2 separate regions of the Mus musculus genome follow, and region 2 is linked to region 1. Evidence: chromatin contacts called from public HiChIP or PLAC-seq data. All regions are on one chromosome and are shown on one strand. The core of a region is the stretch at or near the end of the contact, and the rest is flanking DNA. Distances in the headings are between cores, read along the strand shown.

Evidence for each region. HiChIP or PLAC-seq counts read pairs in DNA pulled down with a chosen protein or histone mark.
Region 2: a CTCF HiChIP or PLAC-seq map of the NIH/3T3 cell line shows a contact between it and region 1, with 8 read pairs. The contact joins two enhancer-like sites. A contact is called at or near these places in 1 of 15 datasets of contacts at CTCF or cohesin (the NIH/3T3 cell line) and 1 of 115 datasets of contacts at active chromatin or transcription factors (fibro-adipogenic progenitors).

The regions. Positions count from the first base shown.
Region 1 is chr17:74,864,575-74,871,025 of GRCm38.p6, forward strand. No RefSeq gene overlaps it. Among named protein-coding and RNA genes, the nearest start is that of Gm31759, 82 kb to the right of the region's middle. Within about 2 kb of position 2,432, at least 75 of the 459 cell types and tissues checked have an H3K27ac peak or open chromatin away from gene starts, as enhancers often do. A contact at or near this core is called in the NIH/3T3 cell line and fibro-adipogenic progenitors, where this site is marked.
Region 2 is chr17:75,051,852-75,058,344 of GRCm38.p6, forward strand. All of the region lies in intron 2 of Ltbp1 (latent transforming growth factor beta binding protein 1), which reads left to right. Among named protein-coding and RNA genes, the nearest start is that of Ltbp1, 50 kb to the left of the region's middle. Within about 2 kb of position 3,915, at least 45 of the 459 cell types and tissues checked have an H3K27ac peak or open chromatin away from gene starts, as enhancers often do. A contact at or near this core is called in the NIH/3T3 cell line and fibro-adipogenic progenitors, where this site is marked.

The DNA of each region.
Region 1 (6,451 bases), core at 1,182-3,681:
AGATGGTAACAGGAATTATGACTTAGTCGTTTAGGGAAGCCACTGGGGAGTGGGGTGGGTGGGTGAATATCGGGCAGATAGGACGTGAATGTGGATGGTGGGTGGCAATGGGTGGAGCAAGGCTTTAAGTGAACGCTTTGTCAGTACCTAGCAGGTAAAAGAGAGATGGGAAGAAAAGAAATGCCCAAAAGAACATGAGTTCTGAAATCAAGTGAACAAATGAATCAATTTATTCTCCTTTTAGTTCCAGTTGTAGCAGTCACAAACCACACTGCAAAGCAGTCACCTGCATTCTGTTGTCTTCTCCATAGCTATGCTGAGTCACAGCCTCTCTTTTGTCATGGGCTGTTTGCTCAAAAGAGAGCTGCTGATGTTTTCCTTTGGAGGTGTAGACCAAAACCAAAAAAGGGAGTGATGTGACATGGTGGGTGTGGGATTGTGGGTGTGGCGTGGTGGATCTGGAATCGTAGGCGTGGTGGGGTGCTCTCACCTAGCGTCAGCTTTTGTGGTGAGGACCACTCATCTGATCACTGCTGTGGAGTCTCCGTGCAATGTGTCATCTATTTTGGCTAAATACTGTATTTCCACCTGTCTTAATTTTTGTAGTTTCAACATTGGTTTTCTAGTACTAATGTCTCTTTTTCAGAATCATTCTTTTGCTTTGTAAGCTGCCAGAAGAGAAGAGATGTCATTCCAAAACTTAGCTAGCAGCAGTCAGTCGCTGAATCAATATTACTGGCCAGCTGTCACGTCTCTCTCTGAGCCCTGTCAGCTCAGCTCTGGAAAGAGAAGAAATAGGCAGATCCCAAAACCCGAGTTTTCCCTGCTGCTTGGATAGGCTCTCCCAATAATTGGTTGATTTGCCTTCTCTCGTGAACAGTGGGACCACGTTGACAGTGTGCCTTTCTTTCTTTCTTTTTTTTTTTTTTTTTTTTTTTTTTTTTTTTTTTTTTTTTGGTTTTTTCAAGACAGGGTTTCTCTGTGTAGCCCTGGCTGTCCTGGAACTCACTCTGTAGACCAGGCTGGCCTCGAACTCAGAAATCCGCCTGCCTCTGCCTCCCGAGTGCTGGGATTGACAGTTTGCCTTTCTTCACTGAGTTCCCCAAGAAATTCTGTGAGGTCTTAGTTGATAATAGCCTATGATTTGTTAGGATTATTAATTAGTAAATTCCTTGTCAGCCTTTTCCCAGAGATGAAGCATATTTAACTAGGACCCTGAGTGAGTATAGACAAGTGGAAGTGAACTACAGAGCCCTGTAGACTACTCTGGCTCATTTAAGGGCGGAACACGTGGCCCTCTGTTATGTGAAGCTTCATCATGATAGCGAGGGACCCAAACGCTGAAGAAAATGATAGACTTTCCATGTCACTTTTGTTCCTATTGGGTGTGTTGTTAGTGCCACCCACTCAGAAACGTGGGACAATTGATGAGCATATGCTGCGGTCTACTACCTCCCAGACTCAGTTTGAGGACTGTGACGTACCCTCAGGTCTTGGTAGCTCGGGCTCTGCAGGACCTTATCCAGTTTATACCACTAGTTGTAGTTCTACCAGCTCAAAGCTGTACTTGAGCCCAATGAAAAGGGTTTGGTTTTTGTTTCCATTTTGTTTTTATAACATCCATGTCAACCTAAGTTGCTGTTTAGATAAGAACTCTCCTGGCCAAGAGTGAGGAATAAAATCTCCGAAGTGGATGCCACACACTTCCTGTCTGCCTGTTCATTCAGCAGGCCCTGAAGTGAGATGGCCAAGAGCCTTCATTCGGGTGGAGGGGCCCGTGCTGTGGCAATGCAGCTGGGTTTCTCACAGCACGCAGGAGAGCTTATAAATAGATAGACTTCAATCAACATGCTGCTTACTCAGGTATGCGCTCAAATATAGTAGCTGTATTCCTTAGACAGACGCTGCCACTAAACCCAGGACTATACTAATAAGAGCATAATCCTCGTGGGCTGCAGGTAGCCTTGGGCTCCGCCTTTCACAGCCAAGACCTAATAATAATTGTGGCTCGTTTGCTCTTCACCAGGAGAACGCAAAAGCTGAGCTGGCTCTTGAATTGTTTCCTCTGTGCTTTCAGTTAGCAGGAGTGGAGATGTGTGGCTTGCAGCAGAGGCCGTGTAAACCCTGGGCTGTGTGGCTGGGTGTACCTCTTGCTACTTGGCATGGTACACTTTCTCCTCCCCCTGGTTAACAACATCTGTGCCCATAGACTGTTTTAGTTTTTCCTTTGACCTTCGGACAAACAGCCGCTAATGCATTATGTGACTCCTTTTGCAGTATCAGAGTTTGGCTTTCTATGGGCAATTTTTATTCTATTTTATTTTATTTTGCCCCTTCCTTGGGCTTGGCTTTGTTCAGCCACACTGTCCTCCTCCCACGTTCTGCAGAGCTGGCTGTAATTAGTTCGCTTAACACAACACCAAAAAATTTCCCCTTGCCAGTGATGTCAGATCTGCCTTCCCTTTTATTATTCTGACTTATAAACTGCAGTGACCCGTGAGTCACCCTCGCCATCTCCTGGCCCTGTGCCCACATTGTGATCTATGAAAAGGGAGTCCTGCCAAGGGCTACAAGGCGGAAAACTGATATTATTATGGTCTTCTGAATGGTAACTCTGAGCCATTTTTTAATCTTTTGTGATGTTCTTGCCAGAAAGGGGGAGGGGATGGTAAATCATAGCAAAGTGAAGGAGCTAACCCACGCATGGCTAACTTTCTCCAGACAGGGGGCTCAAGTGGCTATCAGTATCTGTATAGAGTTAGTGCTGCTCACAGGCCAATGTGTGCTTTCAGGAGACTCAGAGACTCATAACCTCTCAGGCCTGTGTCTTCATCTATAGCCTTGTAGAGCAGGCATATAATAACATCAGCAGCCAAGAAGAGGCATCAGGGCTTTGGAAATGAAAATATGTAACAGAAAAACAGGGCAAGTAAGAAACCATTTGATGATAACCACTGGCACAATGCTAGCTGTAGACTCCTAGGGCTCCCCATGGTCTAGTGCTTGCAAAGCCCTGCTGTTCTCTGGGTTTCCATCTGTAGCGAGCTTTCCCTTGTTTCTGGGCTGAGGGTGAGGCTAAGGAAAGGGGCAGTGGAGAATGATGGACTATTTTATTTTATTTTATTTTATTTTATTTGTTAGGTAAAGGAAGAAAGGAGCCAAGTTAGAAAGATAAAGGGAAAAGGTGGTACGGATGGATGGCCGGAAGGAAGAAGAGACTAAGGATGGGGAAACAATCAGGAGGGGGGAGGCTGTGGGCAGGGACTGGAGAGGAGGGTATCAAAGCCTGGTATTGCATGAGCAGCAGTGCCATGGCAGGCCTCTTTAGTTGGTACAGCTAATGTATAACAGGTTTCTATAAGATGAAGTGGGCAGTTGACTGCCTGGATTAACTAGACTGAAAGCCCAGCTTTTATCCCTTCCTAGCTATGGCCACAGTCGAGCCCCCCAACCTCCCTGAGCCTCAGTCTCCTCAACTGCTGGCCAGCCAGAGTTATCAGAGGACTTAGGTGAAGTTTTCTGTGTGCAGATAAGACAAGTAACTCTTGGTGTCATCGAAACGGGCATTGCTGATGATCTGTCAGTTCTCAGGGGCCGTGAAGTCCCTGGATGAGGGCGACCTGCAGCGTGGCTCCAGTTTCTATAATCCCTGGTGTGTTTTGGGGGTGCAGGGGGGCGGTCATAGCCCTGTATTTTGAGAAACGATGGTGCAGAATATCTCAGTTGTCTGTGGAGCTTCAACGCTACTTATTGAAATCGTCGGCCTCTAGGAAGTCTGGTGCCAGGGCTGATAAAGCAGTCTCAGTAATTCTACAGCTGCTTGGCCAGAGACAGGCTTATGTCTCAGCAGTGCCTCCCCCTTTCCCCTTCTTCCTCTCTTCCCCCCACCGCTCCTCCTCCTCTTCCTCTTTCCTCCTCCTCTCTCTTTCTCCCTCTCCCCTTCCTTCTCCTCCTCTCTGATCCCCTCCCCTCCCCTCCCACTCTTTCTAAAGCTTCTCCCTAACAAGACCCCCCCCCATTTTTATATCTTGTTTGTTTTAACAACCCACTGAACTTAATTAGGGATATTTGCAGTCACGTGGGTGTGAGGTTATTTACTGAAGTGTGGGTAACTTACCAGTGCTTGTGTCATGAAGAAAATGACTTCCAGTCTGTCATTCAGCAGCCGTTAGCTGTCAGTAGCTCCCCAGAGAGGGTGGGGCCTCTGAGCCCCTCCATTATACCATGCTGGTGGTTGGCAGAGACAGTTGTTTAAAAGATTGGCCTACATTCAAGTTAGAAGTTGTTTAAAGACGTGACAAGGAGCCAGGTGTGGTGGCCCGTTCCCATAATCCCAGCTGTTGGGAGGCTGACTGAAGCAGGGGGATTAGACATTTGAGGTCAGCCTGGGCTACCTGGGGGAGATGGTTAGCGCCAGAGAGAGGGTGAGGTGTTTGTGTGTGCCTGGCATTTATAAGCCAATAAAAAGAAAGAAAACCAAACAACCCAACTAAAGAATTGAGCATTGTGCTAAAGGGAATAGCCAAATATAAATACAAAACAAGTGCTAAGACTCAACTTGAGTCATGAAATTAAAATCAGAGATGAGCACAGACTCTATCAGTGGCTAATGGTTAAGTGGCAGTACCTACTACGTGCTCCTGAGAGAGGAAAGTGACTGCCGGGAATGACAGCTTTATATAAGCACTCTTCCTAGAAACCCTGCCGATCTTTTGAAGCTGTGCATACCCTACAGCCCACCAACTTTGCTCTAGATGCACACAGTGCAAATCTGTCCATGTGTGGACCGTAGCTCTCACAGAGGCTTGTCTGCAGCAGCATTGTTCATCAGAGGCCCCGGGTAGAAGCCCTTCACCCGTCTACCAGAGGTAGACTTGGACCAGGCGTGCAGTCCAACAGTCTGCGTCGATGATAATGAATTCCCTACAGCCACAGCAGCATCGGTGGATTTCTTAACACCCTGTATGCATGCTTTCTTTCCCCCTGTGGACATAATAGAAGCTCAAAGAGCAGTGGAATTAAGCTACGTTATTCACTGCCTCGTGCTTGGTGTTAAGTCAGTAAAAAAGGAGAGGTAGTGATTACCTCAGGGTGAGTGAAACTGGTTGCTCTTGTGGGTTCAGGTGGGTGTTGGCTGGGAGGTACATAAAGGGCTCTGGGGAGTAGCAAAGTCACCTTCATTAACTGGGGTGGCGGTTAATGTGGTTCTTGTGCCATGAGTCATTGAGCTGAGTGGTTTTGTTCTGTGCCTTGTTCCAAATGTGTATTGTATTCACAGTGGAAAACTCCAAACGTGAGCAGCAGCGTGGCCGCACTCAGTATGATCTCTGGAGTGTGGTTCACACAGCCCCAACTCCACCCCTGTCTGTCCGTCCGTCTGCCTGCCTGCCTGCCTATTTCTCTGTCTCTCTAAATCTGTCTGCCCCCACCCTCTCATTAAGAGAAAGTATATGGCTTTTCGAAGTGAGATTTGACAATAGAAACCCAAAGTGAACTGCATATAACTAATCTCTCCATTCACCCCGACCACCAAACCTCTCCTCAAAGAGTTTAACATTGCACAACTCTAAGTTGCTAACTCCCTGGCATAACTTGTATTGTTTGACACTGTACTCTAGACTCTTCCCTTCTTTGATGTCTTTCAGCCCAGAGCCTATGCCTTTCCACATTGGTGTCTGGGGAAACGCTGGGGGCTAACCTAAGGGAGGCTGGGCCTTACTCACTGACTGAGCATGCTCATCTTAGTGGCTGGAGCCAGCTTCTCACATTTCTTGAAAAGTGTGGTGTTGACATGTTTAATATCCTGTGGCATTTCCACCAGGCACTGTCGTGTGATGGAAAAATTCAGCGATAACGTCTGAAGGCCAAGTTGACTAGCAAGGCCGTGCATGAGACGCTCTGCCTCACAGCTCTGGCTGGGTGGTAACTTTTGTCTGAGCTGTCTGAGAAGTTACTGATCGGCATATCTAGCAGGATCCACAAAGCATCAGTTACAGGGACAGTGCTTATGTGTGCCTGGATCTGGAACAACAACAAAAAAGGTGAAATTTTACCCACGACCGCATAGGGATGATAAATGGAAGACCAGTGCATTACACAAAGGAAAAAGATAACCCTAAGGTTTGAGGCTTTTCTGGAAGAATTCCAAGAATGTATATGGCAAGGGGAGGGATGTCTCAGGGCAATCCATTAATAGCTGGTGACCTGTAGATCAAAGGCACAGTGCTTTATGAATCGTCACCAACACTCATCCCATTGCCCCCTGTCTCACTGTCCCTCTTCTGTCTGTCCTAACGATGTTCCTCCAAGAATCCCAAATCAGTCCTGGCAGCATTTGCTTTCCCATCTTCAGGAATGCAGCTGGCACATTCTTTATGTGAAGGAAGCACTCCTGGGAAGGATATGAACCAGACGGAGTATCTTATTTCATCCACACACAACTCCAGTGTCC
Region 2 (6,493 bases), core at 2,665-5,164, 190 kb after region 1:
AATTATATTTAGAGAAGAGCCTACAGGATTTAGAGATGGGTTTGATGTGTGCTGTGAGAAAAAGAGATGTCAAGTGTGATATTTGACTATTATGAAAATTACATAATATTTGGTATTATATGTTAAAATGCCACTTCTTTTATGTATTGAAATCCTAACCCCAGTCTCTTGGGGCTTGTTGTCTGTAGACCTCGGGTCAGTGCAGGTGTAATTAGTTAAGATAGTCATGTTATCCTGCACATCAATGCTGTTGTTGGTGGGGCTAATCCAGTGTGACTAAACCTTTAAGGCAGTGGTAGTCAACCTTTCTAATGCTTCAACCCTTTCATACAGTCTTAATGGAAATTAAAGACACAGGACTAAATGAGATCACCAGGAAAATGACCCTGGAGCAAGGCAGCCTGGGAAATTGTAACACTTAGACGTTGGGAAGAGAGAGAGAGGAGCCAGAAGAGTTTTGGAAGGGTTCAGCAGGAATGTGGGAAGAAAGGTGTCACTGTGGCATCTCATTAGGAACAGGGGGGACTGATGACAAGGGGCAGACCCATTATGGCCAGTACTGCTGATGACAAGAAGAGAGGGGACTAAAAGTCCCCACCTGATTGATTTGGCAGCCTGGATGTCACTGACAACTCAGACAAGACCAGATTCGGGGAGGAGGAGGTACAAGCTTGATTGGCAGGAGGTCAATAAAAAGTAGGAACTTCAAAATAAAGTTGGCAATCCACCATAAATGCTGTTTCATGCCACTGGAAATTCTTAAACATCGATTTTAATGACTGTACCACATGCCAGGATTCTTATCTGTTTTCTGTTTGTTCTTTGAGTAGACTATTTGTCACGTTTACTGCCATATTGATTGCAAAACTGAAGTGGGTGTATTTGAACATCGTAAGATCTCCTACAGTAGGAATAATAGCATTTAGTAGGATGTTTGTTTTAGGATTTAATCCTAAAACTATAGCAGTGGGTATTTCTCACTAGACATTTCTCTTTTACATGTTATGTAATTGACAAGAGCATACTGAATACTGTTATGTCACCGTGGTTGAATTTCCTCTCCCCCAGACTCTCATGTTGAATTTCTTCTCCCCAAGACTCTCATGTTAAAGTTTATATTAGTCTTTCTTAGTGCCATAACAAAATTCCAGAGGGTGGGTAGAATATGAAGAAGAAGAGTTTATTTAGTTCATAATTTTAGAAGCCAGAAGTCAGGGTGGGGTGGTCCCGTTTGATCCACTTCTGTGAAGACCTCTTGATGGGGACACCTATGAGAAGGATCACAAAGTCAGATAGGAAGCCAGAGGGTCAGGAGGAGCTCAAAACCTGCTCTGTGGGAACTAACTTTATCTCTTCTCAGGGCAGTGCCCCCAGTGGCTTAATACCTTCCACCCATCCTCTACTTCCTGAAGGTTCTACTACGTCTGGACATCTTCCCAGTGAGGACCAGGCTTCAAACTGGGACCTTTGGAGGATGCACTCATATCCAGACCAGGACCCCAGAGAAGACTACATTTGGAGCATGGTCTTTAAAGAGGTCCTTAGTTAAGGATATGTCAATAGGGCAGACCTTGATCCAGTATTAATGGTATCTTTCTACAGGGAAACTTAGACAGAGATGCCAAGGAGAGGTCACATGACAACACAGGGAGAAGATGGCTGCCTACAAGCTAAGGACTGAGGCCAGAAAAGACCAGCTTTAATGCTGGGTCTCATGCTATGGTATTTCTTTCCTTCCCTAACTCCATGAATCCCCTGGTCATCCCATCCACATTGCACAACTGTTCTCTTTGAGTGTCATCATTGTCTTTACTTCTTGTTGATTGCCCAGGATGGGCTGGGTATGCTTTTCTGTTTCTGGCTCTCTCTCTGGGGTGTATGACAGTGTCTAGTGCAACAAGAATGCGAAGTTCTTGCCCAATGTTTTATTGAAGGGACAGGTGAAACTTGCCTAAAGGCACAGAGCTGGGGGAGGAGGCCCATCAGATTCGGATCTGAGCCCATCATCCTCTGAAGCACACAACATTCTGCTTCTCCCTGGTAAATGAGCTTATGGGCAAGCCACCATTTTAGATGTTTGGTTTCTATGATGATCTCCTTTTCATTTTAATTTAACTAAAAGTGTGTGTGTGTGTGTGTGTGTGTGTGTGTGTGTGTGCAAATGGTGTGAACATGGAGGTTATAGGAGGACATTGGGTGTCCTGTTCTAGCATTCTGCCCTACCCCCATGAGACAGAGTTTCTCACTGGACCTGACAGTAAGTTTGTGGCCAGCAAGACCCCCTACTCTTCTAGTCTTTGCCCCTCACCTTGCTCTGGGATTATGGGCTTGTGGAGCCACAGCCAGATTTTTATGTGGGTAGAGATGAGTTGACCCAGGATGCTTTACTGCACAGTAAGCACTCTTACCCACAAAGCCATGTCTCTGGCTAGCCCCCATTATTATTTAAATATAAATAACTCACAGATATTAATCCACTACCCAATTAAGGGCCTCTCATATATGTGGGTTTTGTTATGTCATGTGTGTGCTGGTTCCTGTGGAAGCCAGAAGAGGGCCTTGGATCCCCTGAACTGGAATGGCAGACAATTGTGAGCTGCCTCTGTGAGGGTCCTCTGCAAGAGCCGCAAGCACTCTTAATCACTTAGTTTCCAGATCCATGTACTGATTTAAAAAATTACATCTTAGTCTCTGATTTTCTGCAAAATAATCCTTCATCTTTTTTACCCAAAGTTTGTGGCTCAAAGCTAGAATTTAAGAGGGGCTCAATGTTCAGACAATGAATGCAGATCGTATGACATTAGAACAAACTTAAAGATTATTAAAACATGTTGCCTTTTCATTAGACATCATCTAAAATGATTTCTGTGCACATCATAGCTGAACTTCAAATTTGCCAGGTATGTGCATTTACCAGCTACCTCCTGGCATTTTACTACCATGAAAGCACAAAGTGAATTTATTCTGCTAATGTGAACAGTAAAAACCTTAGATGGGTTTAATCTTTGTTTCATTGATCAAAGAATTCTCACAAACCCGGCAGTCCCCAGAGCTCGCACATTGAGAACTCCCGCCCTCCGTGAGAGCAGGTGACATTTCTGGACAGTACAGTTGAATGGGTTTCAGGTTGGCACTGTACCTTACTAGAATCAGGCACCTGTGCCTGAAGCTCAGCTCCTGTCACTAACTGACACTCATCCCTTTGTCACAAAAGTGGACCCCAAAGAAGGCTTTTGGCTAGTTGACGTTCAGGATAAACAATCCTGATCCAAAAATGCTTGCATTTGGATTTTTCTCTCCTGGATTTTGTTATATCTGCATATACAGAATGAAGTATCTTCTGGGTTGGAATTTACTTAAGCCTGATGTATATATTACATACATTGCCTGGAAGTTGTACTGTATGATATTTTTCATGTATCTCCGGTTTGAGCTAGCATATGGCATCAGATGTACTGTTCTCCTTATGGTATCTATCATGTTGGTACTTTAACAGTTTGGGATTTTAGAGCCGTGGTGTTTTAGAAGTGCTCATCTGTACAAAGCATGCTCGTTGAGTGAGGGAGGACTCAGAGAGTCCCTCTGGGCAATGAGTTTAACTCTGAGGTATTTGAGAAGTGGCTGAGTCAGTAGCGAAATTTCACCATTCTAACTCATGCTAGAATCTCTGAACACTCTAGAAACGTGTATCATTTTATAGTTTTGATTTTCAGTGGCTCTACACTAACCCTATTTGGTCAACCTTTTATGATTCCTGTGAAGTTTTTTGTTGGTGTGAATAACCCTGCTGAGGATAGCAGAACATATGTCTGGGCACAGTAATTTTTCTTTTACATTGTTAGGGCACATGCCTAGAAATGAGGGTATGAAATCCCTGAAACATGCTGCCAAGGCACTCTCTAAATGCATCTGCCAGGATGGCAGAGATGGCTCATCAGTAAAGTGCCTTGCTGGGCAAGCATGAGGAGCTAAGTTTGGATTCCCAGCATCCGTGGAGAAGCTGGGCACAGTGGCCCAGGTCTGTAATTTCAGTTCTGGGAATGGAGTGGGGATGACCCAGAAGCCAGACCCCTGGAGCTCATTGGCCTGACAGTTATTGGTAGCATCAGAAGAGACAAATTCATCCCAGCTAACTACCCATGTTAAATAACTACCCATGTTAGCTAACTACCCATGTTAGCTAACTACCCATGTTAGAGTAAATCCTATGGAATCTCCGTTCCTGCTAAGCTCAGGGTAGAGCTCACAGCACTGGGAGGCTGAGTGACACGAAGGCCTCAAACCCCAGAATGAGGCCCTGAGCAACTCTGCTTTGGAGACCTCTGATCCTGCATGTGGCCTTGGGTACTTGCATTCCTGGCAACTTACTCAGCCACCTACTTGGTGAAATTGTCGCTTTGCACGGCAAATCGTGTGGTTGGGTATTCAACGTCAAGAAAGGCTGTGAGATGTGCCAGTCTGATTCAGAGAGAGAGGTGGGGATGAGGCCAGCAGACCTACTACTGACACTGTGTGATACACACGGACACAATCTCATGTATTTCGAGTGGGTTTCCACATCGATGAAAACTCTATAAAGTCGACTCGGTGCTTGTTGAAATGTGAAATTCATCTTTCTAGAAGATTCAGTTATGTGGAATTCATTATGACTGGCTACGTCAGTCATTGGGAGGTTATGATGCTAGTCTTTTTCTCTTTAGGGATTGAGGAGTATGCTGACTCAGAGCTGTTTACAAGGAAATCACATTATTTATTTGGGTTTGGTACAGGAGAAGTTAGCTCAGTCGTCAACTTGTGAACTCACCGTACGATTCTCGTGTTCTGATATTCCTTCGTGTTGAATAACTTCAAAGGGCAGCTGGGCAGAGCCCTGAAGCCACACAGGGGGCAACTTCTCACCTGCTGCCTTAGATCATCGAAGACACAGCTCAGCTCACATTTCCACCCAGGACATATGTGGCAGACATGCTGCAACTTGTTTGGAGAGAAAGGCACGGGGCAGGGAGTCACAGTGAGCTGTGTGGGCTGGGGCAGGCTTTAAATATAACTAAGGGCTATGCTTTTAGATGAAAAGCAAAGGAGGCGGGGCTTCAGGCCATGGGTCACTTCCTAAAAATAAAGTCACTGAACTTTGAGAGAACTTTAGGATTATCTTTGTCAACCCCAGAGTAGCTGCCAGCGGAGAGAAATTTGAAACTGTTTACCATTTGGGCCCAAAATGGAGCATTGATCCAGTTTTGACGGATTCAAATGACAAATGTGCTTTTGCAAGGCCAGCCTGGGATGTGAGGATAGAGGGACTTTTGCAACCCACCCTGTTCGCCCAGATCTTGAAATGGTGACATTCTGCAAGCCTCAAGTTCATTTTGTCTTGGTGGCAATTTCTGCCAGCTGCAACAGACCCCACTTTATTATCATGACTTTATTTTGCTCCCAGTTGCCTTTTGTCTGATAATTAAAACATTGAGTTTTCTTGAAAAGTAGAAAAATACAAAAGGTTTAACATCTAGACATGTTAAAGCAGACATCTACACATCTATTACCAACAGTCAATATATGTCTCCTTATTACATTTGATACTTTTCTTTTAATTATGTGTATGTATGTATGTGTGTAGGTATGTTCACTCGAGTGCAGGAACCTTGGAGACCAGAGAGGGGTCAGACTCCTGGAACTAAAGTTACATGTGGTCGTGAGCTACGTGACGTAGGTGCTAGGGATGGAACTCAGGTCCTCTGTAAGAACACTATGTGCTTTAAATCCTGGCCTTTGCTCCAACACCTCATCTTTCTTTTTTTAAGAAAAACAATTTGAGTCAAGTATGATACACATCTGTAATAGTGATACACATTTGTAATAATGATGCACGTCTGTAATGATGGTGCACATCTGTAATGATATACATCTGTAATGATGGTGCACATCTGTAATGATGATGATGCCCATCTGTAATGATAATATACACCTGCAATAATATACATCTGTAAGGATGATACCTATCTGTAATGATGGTGCACATCTGTAATGATGGTGCACATCTGTAACGATGATGATGCACATCTGTAGTATTAGCACTCAGAAAAATTAAAGCTGGAGGAACATGAGTTCCTCCCCAAGTTGGGCTATATTGTGAAACCCTATCTCAAAAAACAAAACAAAACAACAAAGAAACAAATGGCAAACTGCAAACAAAAGTGTAAGAAGAAATTCCCATTAAGAAAAATATATTTCCCCTTGGTATTACTTCTCTTCTTCCCATAGAGGATAACACCATACACTTAGTATGATGCTAACAGGCATGCCAAACCTTTTGACACTGAAATATGACATTGTCATCCACAAAGTTTAAACTCTAGAATTAAAAAAGTAAACAACAATTGTAAAATAATCTTAGAATGTTTTAAATAAGTTCAAAGTTTTGTGTTGGGCTGAATGTTGGTTGCCTATGGCCCATGGGCTGCGGGTTGGACACAAGTCTGGCATGTTTATATTT